Linked DNA regions of Mus musculus: region 1 is linked to region 2. The links are chromatin contacts, called in public promoter capture Hi-C maps. All regions are on one chromosome and are shown on one strand. The core of a region is the stretch at or near the end of the contact, and the rest is flanking DNA. Distances in the headings are between cores, read along the strand shown.

The links. Promoter capture Hi-C pulls out the DNA fragments that hold promoters and counts their contacts.
Region 1: a promoter capture Hi-C map of hippocampal neurons shows a contact between it and region 2, with 2.4 times the contacts expected there. The contact joins the promoter of Tmem196 here to the promoter of Dnah11 in region 2. A contact is called at or near these places in 3 of 39 promoter capture datasets (the 3T3-L1 cell line, hippocampal neurons and pre-B cells).

The regions. Positions count from the first base shown.
Region 1 is chr12:119,944,035-119,950,547 of GRCm38.p6, reverse strand. Tmem196 (transmembrane protein 196) reads right to left here and starts at 4,421. Exons shown (of 5, transcript NM_001294154.2): 1 at 3,928-4,421. The coding sequence starts at 4,074.
Region 2 is chr12:118,194,041-118,200,449 of GRCm38.p6, reverse strand. Dnah11 (dynein, axonemal, heavy chain 11) reads left to right here and starts at 1,407. Exons shown (of 82, transcript NM_010060.3): 1 at 1,407-1,911; 2 at 3,751-3,894. The coding sequence starts at 1,618.

The sequences.
Region 1 (6,513 bases), core at 3,172-5,671, 1.7 Mb before region 2:
ACTTTAAATGATTTGCATAAGGAAAATATTAAAAATTTAAAAAGATTATCTTGTAGTTTACATGTGGGAGAACCAGGCATAGAAAATTTAAGGAGTCAAGTATCACAAAATGAATGTCAGATAAAGATGATTAGAATTATAGCGTGAGGTCAATCAAATACAATTCCAATAGTATTCTGAATGTCACCATCTGAATCTCTAGACTTCTAAACATCAAGCTAGACCAACAACATAGGGTTAATGGTTCAGTGACCTCCATGCTACTGAATCCCATCCTTATTGCCAAGGATGCTCTGTAGGTTGAGGTTAGTGATTAGCACAGCCACTTGGAAACACAACTGTGTTAACATCATTCAATAAATATTTCAAATTGATTCTGCCTCACATGTCTGACTTTTCTCAAGGTTCATTCACAGTCACCTGTAGTTTTGCATTCATGTTTTTGGTTTAATTATAAATTTCTTAGCAAAAAAAAATAAAAATAAAAAAATAAATTTCTTAGCTATAATGAAGTGCCAACGAAGAACAAAATAGCTGTGGAAATCTATATCCTTTCCCTGTGAAATGAAATTAAAAGATATTTTCCTCCTAATTGTCCTTATTTTTAGGATTGACTATAAAATATTCTTTTTCTAGTTTTGAAATAGTGCCTAAAAATCATTTCTGTAAGCATGTATGTTACATACACAAAGCTCTTTACTCAAGTATTATATCATTTTAAGTCATCAAAAAATTAGCAAGCTTGAGGCCAAATAACTATATAACTTCCTAAAATTTCCATGTACATGTCCTAGATAAAACACTTATGATCTTAGTCCCTCTCAATAAAAAATAATCCTCTACAGTGCAACCTTTATTTCTACTGACTGTAAACTTAATTCAGAAAGCTGTCATAATGATATTAATGTTTTGAAGTAAAGAACCATATACTAATCAAAACACAGTCCTATTTAGACTCTGTACAGTCTGACAGGTTAATTTTTGTATGCCTCATTTGTATTCATAAAATACAGACATTAATTGATAAATTGCCAGAGAAATTAAAGATTTTTCTACTGAGCTTCTCTGTTTATCTTCTTGGAGTCTCTTTGGGATGTAAGAATTAAGATGATTTTTGGAAACATGACAAAAATCTATTGCTTAAGCTTGACACACAGCATGTCATAGTCTTGCCACCATCACTCTTTCTGTCTTTCTGTTCATACACTTAAACCTAACAAAAACAGAGAAATTTTTATATTTCATTCCATCCTAGTCCATTGCCTTCACCCACAGTAATCCAGAGTTCTTACTTCTCATACTCATCTCTGCAATCTTGGGTCAGGACTAGCTGCTCACATTTACTTCATGCTTATGATACACAATGCACTTTTCTAAGAGATTGTTCATTTTTCATTAATTGATAAATGTCTCAATCCTCTTTTTTACATGGGGGGATTGTTAGTCCCCCAACTAGTAATGGTAGATCTGAGATTTACATTCAGTTAATTTGTCTTGAGACCTTACCTCATGAGATAATAACACTGTGATATATTGATTTTAACTCCAGGAAACCTTCAAGGTCATCAGTATTGCCCATTTCAACTTTTCTCTTCCCTATTTACTCCTAACCTCTCTGAGGTCATACTCTTACCTCCATCAATTCTAAATTCTAGTATTCTTTGGGGTGGGTAATACCTCTCTGAAGACAGTATTTTGACTCATATTTTGTAGTTTCTGTAGTCACTAGTAAAATGCAATTCACATGTTGAACTCTCTATAAATATTAGTTATATGGATTTACCAGAGAAGAAATGAAAAGATCATCCAAAAATATATCACAAAAGAATTTGAAACCATTTCAATAATATGCTTAGCCACTTTACATTTTGAAAATCATGATTATTCCAACTGGGGATTTATTTCTTTACAAATGTATTTTTTTCTTATGACATGGAATTTAAAAAGTGAGTAATTATTTGAACATTTCAGTGTCAAAATAATTCATTCAGTTGAGTGAATGAATTTTTATTTTTCTTTTTACAAAACCATATTACAGTATTCAAAACTATTCTTCCAAGAATCTTGGTGAATTGTGCTTACTATAAAAAGCTAATTAAAGTAGAAAACATTATTTATAGTAATGACTAGATCAATATGGCTGATCTTTCTTTGAGATGATCCAAAAGTTTTTGCATTTGTGCATTAGCTCATTTATATAATATCCCGTTTGGAAGGAAAATATTCATTATGTTTAATAACATAGTTATTTAAAATATCTTAAGATAAAATGGTTTTAATATATTATTTAGAGGCAGTTTACTTTAATTCACTCAATTTCTTGTGTTTAATGAATGGGAGACATGAGGCATTTTTTTTGAGCCATCAGAACATATTTCACCTCTTTTTAAAAATATGCTTGCATTGTATTTTATTTTGATAGTTGGGCATTAGAAATTTTATTAATAATAATAACCACAATTCTCAAAATACTTATAACCACGTAATAGATGTGGAATTTAAGATGGACCCCTTATTCTTTCAAACTCAAAGTTATACTTACATTGGCAACATTTCCATATTAAAGAACAAGATAGTTAATGTGGGTTGATATAAACTTATAGAATTCAAAAAAAAGATTCTAGGGGTAATTTAATGCTAGAATTGTTCTTTTCCTTTTTGTCTTTTAAGTTGTTTAATCTATAAACATGTATCATACCTGAAAAAAAGTATAAAAGCCAATTATTCAAGGTACAATTTCACAGTACTCAGAGGGCTGGAACACCTTTTATGAATGACTTTGGAATGGATTTTCTTAAATTCATAAATGATCTTTCTCTTAGTAATTTAGTGATGAAATCGTGATTGTTAAATGGAGTATGGATTGTCAACAGCAGAATAGCTCCTTAATAAATTATGCAGGAAATACAATCAAGTTAGAGACTCAGGTTGGCATGGCAGCTATGAGGAGCTAGGAGAGAGAGGGGAAAAGGAAGGAGGATCAACACACACACACACACACACACACACACACACACACACACTACACACACACACACACACACACACACACACACACACACACACACACACGAGAGAGAGAGAGAGAGAGAGAGAGAGAGAGAGAGAGCGCCTTTTCATTATCAGGTAGTTATTTTATTGATTTTGGTGGCTTCCTTGCAATTCTTCCTACATGAGCAAACAAAATGTTTGTTAGGTCTGCCCCTGACCTGAAACAAAACAAAACAAAACAACCCCCCCCCCAAAAAAAACCCAATATTGTTTTCTGAGTAGATAAGCACACTTTAAAGTGAGTTACTCTACCATTAGGATGGCATTACATTTCTTACTGCTGTTTGTTTAACTGGTGGCCTTGAACTTACAACAGAATATTCAGAAGTGAGTATGAGAAAGGTAGCAAGGCAAATTGAAAGCAGTGCTTTCTGAGACAATGCTCATCTTTCCTCAGACCTTTCAGAGGCTCAGCTCACTTTCCATTTTGGTCATATCACTGTTGCATCGGTGCACCTTGAGCATACTGCCCACATATAAACAGATAACTACCCCTTGCTTGCTCTTTGTACAATAAAATGATGTAACATTTTCAGTAAAAGACATAAACAAGTGAGTTTGCCCTTGTCAGGTGTAACCCTGTAAAGACTAACACTGGTCAGTCTTGCAGAATCCTCAAACTGACCCTCCTCCCCTCAAGTTTAAATAAAGCCATTCATTTTAGTTTTAAATCCAGTGAAGAGGAAAAAAGCTTCCCTAATACACAAAAAGACAATATAAACCAGCAGAGCTTGTCAATTGGAACCTACAGGCAGAGGAGTATTATAATATTGTTTTCCCAGGAGACAGTGACTAAGGCACGCACACACTGACCATCCCCGAAAAGAGGTAAAGAGAGAGTGAAATGGCTCAACGTACACACACCCCGCTCCATACCGGGGACGAGTCTCCGAGCTGCGGCGTGTGCTCTCGGAGAGCCAGGCTGAAGCTGACCGCCCCCACGGCCACGCTGGACACCCCCAGCCCTATCTCCAGCACAGAGAGCACCAAAAGGCTCCCAATGATCTGGCCGCTGGTGCACATTCTCCTTGGGTCATCATTCCTTCCAGCTCAGAGATGAAAGCTGATCATCTACCTTCTTTCTTCCAAAGTCCTCCTCAGCCCCTTCCGCCCCCTACCACAGTCCAGCTCCTCAAACTTTTCTTTCTTCACCAGCAAAACATTATCCACAAGGTCTGGATTTTCAGAACCAGAGAACCATTTCCGTGGGCCTGGCCAGAGAAGACAGCTAATCCAGCCCGTGGCGGGTTCACACAGGGACTGTTGAGCGATGGGTGGGAGTCCAGAAGCTTTTATTGAGGAGCCAGGCTCTGGAGAACGGACTCTGGATCGGAAGCCTTGCCAGTGTCGGAGGCGCAGTCCAGAGTTCTGCCGTGTCTCTGCTCTGCGCCCCCAGGAGCCTTCCGCACCTCTCTGGCTCCCTTCTTCCTGGCGGAGGAACCAAGCTTGATTTCCTAGTAATAAAGGGGAGCTGCTTACAACTCCTCTCCGCCTGTCCTCTCGCCTTCCCTCCTTTGTTTTCCTGTCTGCGCAAAGTGCTTCTGTGAGTCTCTAGGTCTCTAGGCAGAGCGGGTGGATGGTATTCAGCACCACGTTCCTAGCACTTGCTGTGTCGCCAGAAAAAGCGACCTTGTCTGATGGCCTCTTTCCGTCTGGATTTTTTTCCCCCGTTGTTGTCCTCTTCCTCCCCCCTCTCTTGAATCTGATTCTCTCTCATTGCTATGACCTCATTGGGGTTTAGGAGGCTAACGGAGGAGGGAGAATCCTGATGTATTTGTGGGTCTAGGACCAATACTCTTGGCTGACCTCTGATTCGCCCCGCCCCTGCACCCAACCTAAGTATCCTAAACTCGTTACTCCTCTACTCAATTCCTCTTGGGTTTCTGCCTCAGACAGGAGGGGTGGCTATGCCTGGTCCTTATATCAATATAGGCTCATTCTATGCAAAACTTTCCTCTACATGTACTTTTCTCTGGTTCAGGAGCAAAGGAAAACCAAGTGCACGGAAATAGAAAGAAGCCAGACCCCTGATTATACAAAGATTTGAGCGGACCCTCATTGGAGGACTCATTTATATCAGTGAGCCCAGACTGGAGCCTGCTCTTTAAGAGAGAGGGTCCATTCTGCTATCACTACTTTGTACCTTCTTATCCTAGAGGGAAGAAGCTGTCTGCTGGAGGCATATTTTCCTTGATAGCTACATACCTGAGAGGCATAGTCAGAAGCAGCTTACAGAGACCCTGTGTTGTTATCTCATTTCAGTTGAGATACATACACTTAAGTACTACACCAGAACAAGCATTACTTATAAACAGAGAAAAAGTCTGACCTAGTACAAAACTGATTTTGACCATCTTCAATTCTGAATCATTATGGCAGGGACTCAAGCGTGGGCTGTGTGATTTTGTTGCTCTTTCTGGTGAATTTTGGGAGCCTAGATATAGTGGAATTGCTTATATTTTACTGATCCCCCCCCCCCCCCCAGGAAACATCTCAAGGTGTTCTACTGAAAATTTTCTGGATGAGTTCTGAGTTATGGATTCATCAACCATCTTTCTCAAGAACTTATTCTTCAGTTAGAGATGCGTTGAAGGGAAATATAGACAAAGGGGACCACAATATGAGGGCATCTTTGCCTCTGCCCACATGCAGACAAATACACAGTAAGCTCCTTTGGGATTACATGACGCATTTTTTATTTTCAAGAACCAATGTGAGGAAACAGAAGCCCTAATTCTGCCCCAGGAGTGTCAGTTTTACCTTTATATATTTGATTCAGAACATGCTTCATAGCTTAACTTCTACACTCTCATTTCTTTTTTTATGATATGCTTATTTTACAAGTTTTAGAACTTGAGAAAAAGAAAATCAAAGAAGGATTGCGAGTTATTAAATGTTAAGGAATTTTCAGCTATTGTGATATTCAGAGCACAACTTATATAAGTGATGTTGACTGATAATTAGTGATGTTCCTTTCCACTTCTCAAAACATTTCCCTCCAGATAACCAGTTTCCAGAATTTCTCAAGCAGTTTGTGGATTTAAAAAAGCAATACTTATGATATTTAAATATTGTATAAGTCAAACGTAAACAGAAATGAGACATCTATGCTACTTCACTTCTGGTTTGAATTTAGCTACTTTGTTTTGTCTTTCTATTTTTTATTCTTTTGGAGGAAGAAAACAAGTTATGATCATCAAAAGGTATTAGTGTAGTTTTCTGTGGAAAAGAATTACCCTGGGAGAGAATTATAGTGAACACTCATTTGATGTTAACCATATAGGAGTTTTAAAGGAACAAAGAAACATGTCACCTCTTGAGTTTGATTGTTCATTACTGACAGACATGATCATTTGAAGCCAGTTACTTCAGTATCTAAAACTCTAGTCATATACCCAAATATAACCACCCTTGATTGATTCTGGATCACTTGTATAAAACACAAAACTTCTGAAAATCACA
Region 2 (6,409 bases), core at 158-2,657:
AGTGTTTTTCTTTGAACACAAATTTGTCCCAGGTCTATAATTCTTTTTAGTGTAATTATGAAAGCTCATTGTATTCTTTATTATGTAGCCTTTACTTTATGAGGAGGGGGTAAATTCTATTCCTGATTCTAATTTTATTACATCTTTTAGGCAAAACAACTAAAACCATGTAAAAAACTTTCTTCCTAAAATTATTTGAATCAAATCAGGAATTCTATGAAATCATTAACTCATCTAAGCAGCATTAATTCATGAAAGTTTATCTTTATGTCGATCTGCAGGAAATCTGCTCAATACAGTAGGCTAATGTCCAGAAGTTATTATACTATGTAATAGTGACTGGGAAAGGCATATCAGCTGCAAGAAGCAATCTTGAGAGGAAATTTCTGAAGGCCTTGCTATTCAGTTTACCCATCACCACCATGCAAAAATGGTGGGTCATCTCTAGAAAAGTCACCTGCATGCCTTTAGCCTATCCTAGATGGCTCTGACAGCATCTGATAGAAATAGAAGGCAAACCCAGGTGGAATAGCCTCAGTCCAGTCAGTGTGGAGCTAACTTAGACAAGTGATGTGAGGACAGAAGCTTAGTGTGCCTACAATACTGTGTGTTCAGCATCAGCAGTGATTGGCACTCAGTAGGTGTTTAATAAAGATTTTTTTTGTGTGTGTGAGAAGCCAAGTGAACTCATTATGGTACCTGCTTGGTGCTTTTAAATCATACTTGAAAAAATATTGAGAAAAAGCATGCCTTTCTTAAGTGATGGATTTATTACTCTGAGATACAAATTTTCTAGGGAAACGCACTTCTTAATATCTACTGCAATGAAAGACTGGGTTTATAGAGTAAATTATTTCTGAAAAAAGAAACTATTCTGCTGGAGAAAACCCAATGACAAGTTAAAATTGCACTGGCCTTGGTGAATGTGGCAGGCTCTGTCCAGTGCAACGTCACTGTTCTGATGGCAGCTAGGAAGCTACATTCTTTGCTACATATTCTTTTACTATTTTGTTACATTTAAGTCCTTGAAAAAATCTTACTTTAATATTAGTATTTTTGCTCAAAATGTTCCTTCCCCAAATTGAAAGTAGTTTATTGACTTACAATGTAACGTAACTTATTCTTTCTCTAAACTTATTGAATAAGCAATTCTCTGTGTACGATGTGTGTGGCAGCATTTCTTGCTACCTAACTACTTTGGACCATACTTCATCCACAGTTAAACATTGAGCATTTAGCCCCAGCTTTCTAGGGATTAGATAAATTTACCATGGCGGCAAATTTAGCAGGACTATCTGCTCAAGACAGTACTGCTGAATCCAGAGCCGCTAACTAGTCCTGGAACATTTCTGGGATCCCCAAGATGCCCAGGGGAGGAAAGCAGAGAAATCCAGTTGATTTCCCGGTCTCTGCCTGAGAGCTACCGGGCGACCCAAGACTCTCGCTCCTCCCTCACTCCCGGGACGGGGCGGGGCAGCCATCTCCCTGGCAACGGGACGCGCTGCAGTCCGAGCCACCTCGCTTCCAGTGCACCTAGCTCTGCAGGCAGAGCGGCTGGCGCTGGCTCGGTGATAGCCTCCTTGGCGCACGACTCCAAGAATCCTCTCTAGGTACGAGATGGCAGCACAGGAGGAAGGGACTGTGCTGAGGCTCAGCCCCTCAGAGCAGGAGGACGAGGAGGACGAGGAGGCGGCGGCTGCAAGGAGAGTGCAACGCTTTGCCCTAGACCCGCGGGTGCGCTTCCTGGGAGGCCGTCTGCGCCAGGCGTTGAGGTTCCCGGAGGAGACGTGGGGCCAGTATCTGGAGAGCGATGACCACCGGCAGGTCCTAGGAGACTTTTTGGAGAGCACTGGTCCTGCCAGCCTGGTGTTTAGTGTTGCGACCGCCGGGCGGCTCTCGGCTTCCCCCGAGGTAAGGCGCGACCCGAGAGGGATGCCCGCTGCCGGACTTAAACAGAACTTGAAGTCAGCCTCTTGGACTGATCCGGGTCCCCGTGTGCACCAGCTCTGCAGAAAACGCTGTACTTTAGTTTTCTACAAGGGATGCCTGCCAGAAGGGATGGTTGTCTAAAATGATGTTAGAAAACTAGCGCAGTCTGTGATGCCTGGGCTTATGGCGCCTGGGGAGCTTTTTGGGCCAAATAACTTATGTTTCAGTCCCCGGTGGAACTCTAGAGTCATATCCTTTTAAAAAACGATAGCAAAGTATTAGGCAAAACCCTTATAGCTTGAGTTGTTTCAGTATCTACCAACTACATTTTGTCCAGGAAAGAAATAATCGAGTTCTAACAAAAAGCGGGGCGGGGGACTGGCTGGATTATTGTGGCACTTACTATATTACCCCTGGCACTTGGGAGGCAGAGGAGGCAGGAGGATCTCTGTGAGTTCCTGGCCAGCCTGGTCTACACAGCAAGTTCCAGGACTACACCATGAGACCCTGTCAAAACCACAAACAAACAAAATATAAACAACAAAACCAACAATAACAACCATTAGACTGGCTGGTGTCATTTAAAACACAGAATAAACATATTTGTTGCATAGATTAGATAGTGATTTCAAGGAGCATTATCTTAGCAATTAAATTGTAAATTCTTTTTAGAACATATATTCATTTTTTATGTGTATGTATGTTTGCCCGCATGTATGTCTGTGCACCTTGTGGGTATCTGGTGCCCATGGAGGTCAGAAGAGATGTGTTGGGATTCCTTGGAACTGGGGTTACAAATTATTGTGAATTACCACCATGTGGGTGCTTGAAAAGGAAACGTCTGCCCCCACCCCCCACCCCCAACGTAAATTCCAAGTAAAGTAACCTGTCTACTTGTTTATAGCAGAGGTGTGCCCTGGAAAGTTACATATCAATAGCACTCTGAAAACTTATGTCCAATTGTCTTATTCTCTGATGTGTTTTTCTTTAAAACTGATGGTAGTTCCATGGTGTGTGTGTGTGTGTGTAGCTTGTAATTTGCACAGGCTTCAAGCTTAATAGGCATTGCCTTTTTTTGCTTTCTTTTCCTTCCTTCTTTTCTGATTTTGGAGCCCTTGCCCAGTAGGTTATCTGTTGGGCCTGGGGTTCATGTTGTAAATGACCAGATGTCGTCATTTAGGATAGGTGTGAGGCAAGCCCTCAGAATGGTTGCATTACAGCTGTGTGAGTTTTGAATATCTTTGTTTTGATATTCTCCTAATTATAACTTTAAAAAATAAGTTAGTATGTCAGACAAGTCAAGACACCTTAAACTCTCAGAGCATAGAAACTAAATAGTGTAGTATTTACCAAACCAAACAAAACCAAAAAACCCTTAACAGTTATAGGAATGTTAAATTATCTTGGCTAAACACTTCTTTGCCTTGACAGCAGGAATGCAAATTAACCCCTTTTTATCTCAGTTTGGCTTATTTTCAAACAAGAGAAAAATTAGCAAAAGGGGGGAAAAAACCTTACTAGGATTAAAATGTTCTTATGTTTGGTTTTGTATATGAGCTTCTTACGGTATATGCTGTTGAGGAGTAATGGACATGTCTTTGAGGGTGGTATTGTTTAAAAAAAAAAAAGGGAAAAAGAGAACCCTACCTTTTTCAGGACACAGAAGAGCAACAGAGCAACCTTGTTTGTAAACATGGGCAAGATGCCATGGTTTTACTTCTTCTGTTGGCAATCTGTCTGCAAGTGGGATACAGCAAACCCTGCTTGTTAACAAAGAGATTCTGTAGTGAACTCGAACTAATTATCTTGCTTTTGTTCCAGATTCCAAGAGATGTGAAACACAAGCTGGTTTATTTTGCCAAGAAGATGACTGAAAACATGGGAGAAAGTGATTTCTCCCAAACCATTTTATTTGGAGAAATACCCAGGTCATTGCTTACACATGTAACTGCATTCCTAGATGAGGTATTGGTCTGTCTCTAATATCTGAGTGCTTTCTTGACCTCCAGACACCTGGTACTGGTTGAGCCACTCTGTCTACTTAAACAGAAGAGAGTGAGAAGCCAGGAATTTCTTTGGCCAGGGGTACGAAGTGATCCCGTTCAGCCTGTTTTCTGAACTCAGTCACTGCTCACTAACAATGACTAGCTCCCTGTCAGATCACCCTCTCTCTCACTCTTCCCTTACTCCTTTCACAATGCTGGAAGCATTTACCTGTCAATTTGAACTGACGAGGTTCTGTCAGTTAGCTATAGGTTTTAGGTATCACAGTCAGGGTAGAAATTACCTCACACTTTCATCCGTTTTTCAAATTCCTATTACAAGGTAGTAACTAAATGGAGTTTTACCTATGTCAGAGAATGGAAGGCAGTAATGAAGTCACCAATTGTTCACAAATTCTCTCTTCCCTGTGCTGAGGGTGGTCAGTGTATTAAAGGATTGTTCATCAGCGTTGGGAGCTGTGGTGCTTTTAAGATCTGGGGCTTCCCTCATAGGTGGAAATTAGGTCACTGGAGGATGTCCCTTGAGGGGCTTAGGTACCATGTTCTCTCTCTGCTTCTTCATTACTGTGTTTTACTTTGCCATCTGCCCTTGTTGTGATATGAGGCCTGAGCCTGGCAGGGTCAATGTCTCATGGACAGAACTTGGAAATGAAAGTCAAAGGAAACCTTTCCTCCTCTATCTTCCGGATTTTGTAACAGTAACAAAAACGAACTAACCCACTCCTTGAAACGGCCAGTGGCATTTTAACATGGGTAGGACCTACATCCTCCTTGCCTTGTCAGTACAGATGGACTCAGCTGGCATCGGTAAAACACAAGATGCATGGTTTCTCACCTGATGCTGTCTATCTGTTCAGATATTTTGGATGAAAACACCAAAATGACCATAGAACGAGAGTGGTAATTTTAAGACTTCACTGGACATTAGACTCACCTGGTCAGGAGCAATGGTGAGCTTTGGAATGAACCAGCCCTGAGGGAGGGTCCTCTTACTGGTTAATTCAGAACTCCGGGGGTGGGAACAAAGCTAGAGTAGTTTAAGACCCAGGGGCTCCCTGTGTAGGTGAGAACTGGGAACGATGGAGTTAGGTATTTGTCTACAAGGTCAGTTCCTCGGTCTGATTGTTCAGAGAGACCCCGGTAATCAGTGCAGTCCTGCTGAGCCTGTGTTTATGGTAGGAAAACGTGCTACTGGGTATGTGAGCCACAGCAAACCACTAACACTCCTCTTCGACCTCCCGTGTCTCTTGCTGTCTTCCTGGAAGGATGCCGTGTCTCTTGCTGTGTTCAGGCTACCCAAGGTCTCTGCCCCTGGCTCCAGTGTTGTACTTAGGTACCCGCACCCTACCTTCTTTGTTTTTACTGGTTGTAGGAAGGGTTTTTCTAGGGTTTTTCTAGGGTTGGTACTTGGAGCAGTTTTTTTGTTTTTTGTGTTTTGTGTTTTGTTTTTTGTTTTGGTTTTGGTTTTGGTTTGGTTTTTTTTTTTTGCATGAAACAGGCACTTAAGAGATTTTTACTACGCTGAGTCTTCTGTAAGACTCGGCAGAATTTTAAACAACTTATGCTTTGAGTTTCCCTGCCTTTAGATGGGAGTTGGCAGGGCTGTGTGGAACCTGGTGGGTTCTCATCCTATGAGCTGTGGTTTGCAAAAAGCAATAGAAAACTTTGAAACTCTTCCAAGATTTCTCCGAGTTGGTCCCATACCAGAATTCCCATAACTTTTACCGTATGGTTTGAACGAAAATGTGTATGTCCAAGAAGGCATAAGCCACCAGAGATTTGGGGTTAATTTTTATTAAAATATGTTAATTATAGTTAGCTGGGTTATATTGGGGTGTTTTCTATGCTCACTCTTCGTTAGCCCTCTCCTTTTTCCTCTGTCACACTTCCCAAATAAGCTCCCTTCTCCTTTCATGCCTTTTTGTTTTTGTTTAGTTTTTAATCTAAACACAGTTTGAGTTTAATGTTGGGAAGAGTCTGAGATGGGCAGAGAAAAAAAGCAAGAACATCACAATTGTGGTATAGCTGGCATTCCCTAACAGACAAAGCTTTGAGCAAGAGGGTGTAGGTCTGGAGGACAAACGTCCCAAGCGTTGGCATGGCTAAGGGCACACATGCAACTCGAATAGCTGTCTGCTGGACAGTGGCTCATGGTGCTGTGCTAGGGACCCCTCAGCTCTCTCCAGCCAGTTTCTCTATTCTGTGCTCCAAACAGAAAGCCACATGCCTTCCTAGAATTTCCACCAGCTGTGTAGTTAACATTTCAAGCTAAAGTTGAACTTCTGACCTTCTTGAACCTTCCCTTCTGTCCTTACATACAGTTATCCTCATATTAGTAGGTGAGTATTCTGGAGTGTGTGCTGGATAGTTTTGTGACTTGACACAAGCCAGAGTTATTTGAAAGGAAGGAACCTCAATTAGAAAAATGCCTCCATAAGATCCACCTAGGACATTTTCTTGATTAGTAATTGATGAGA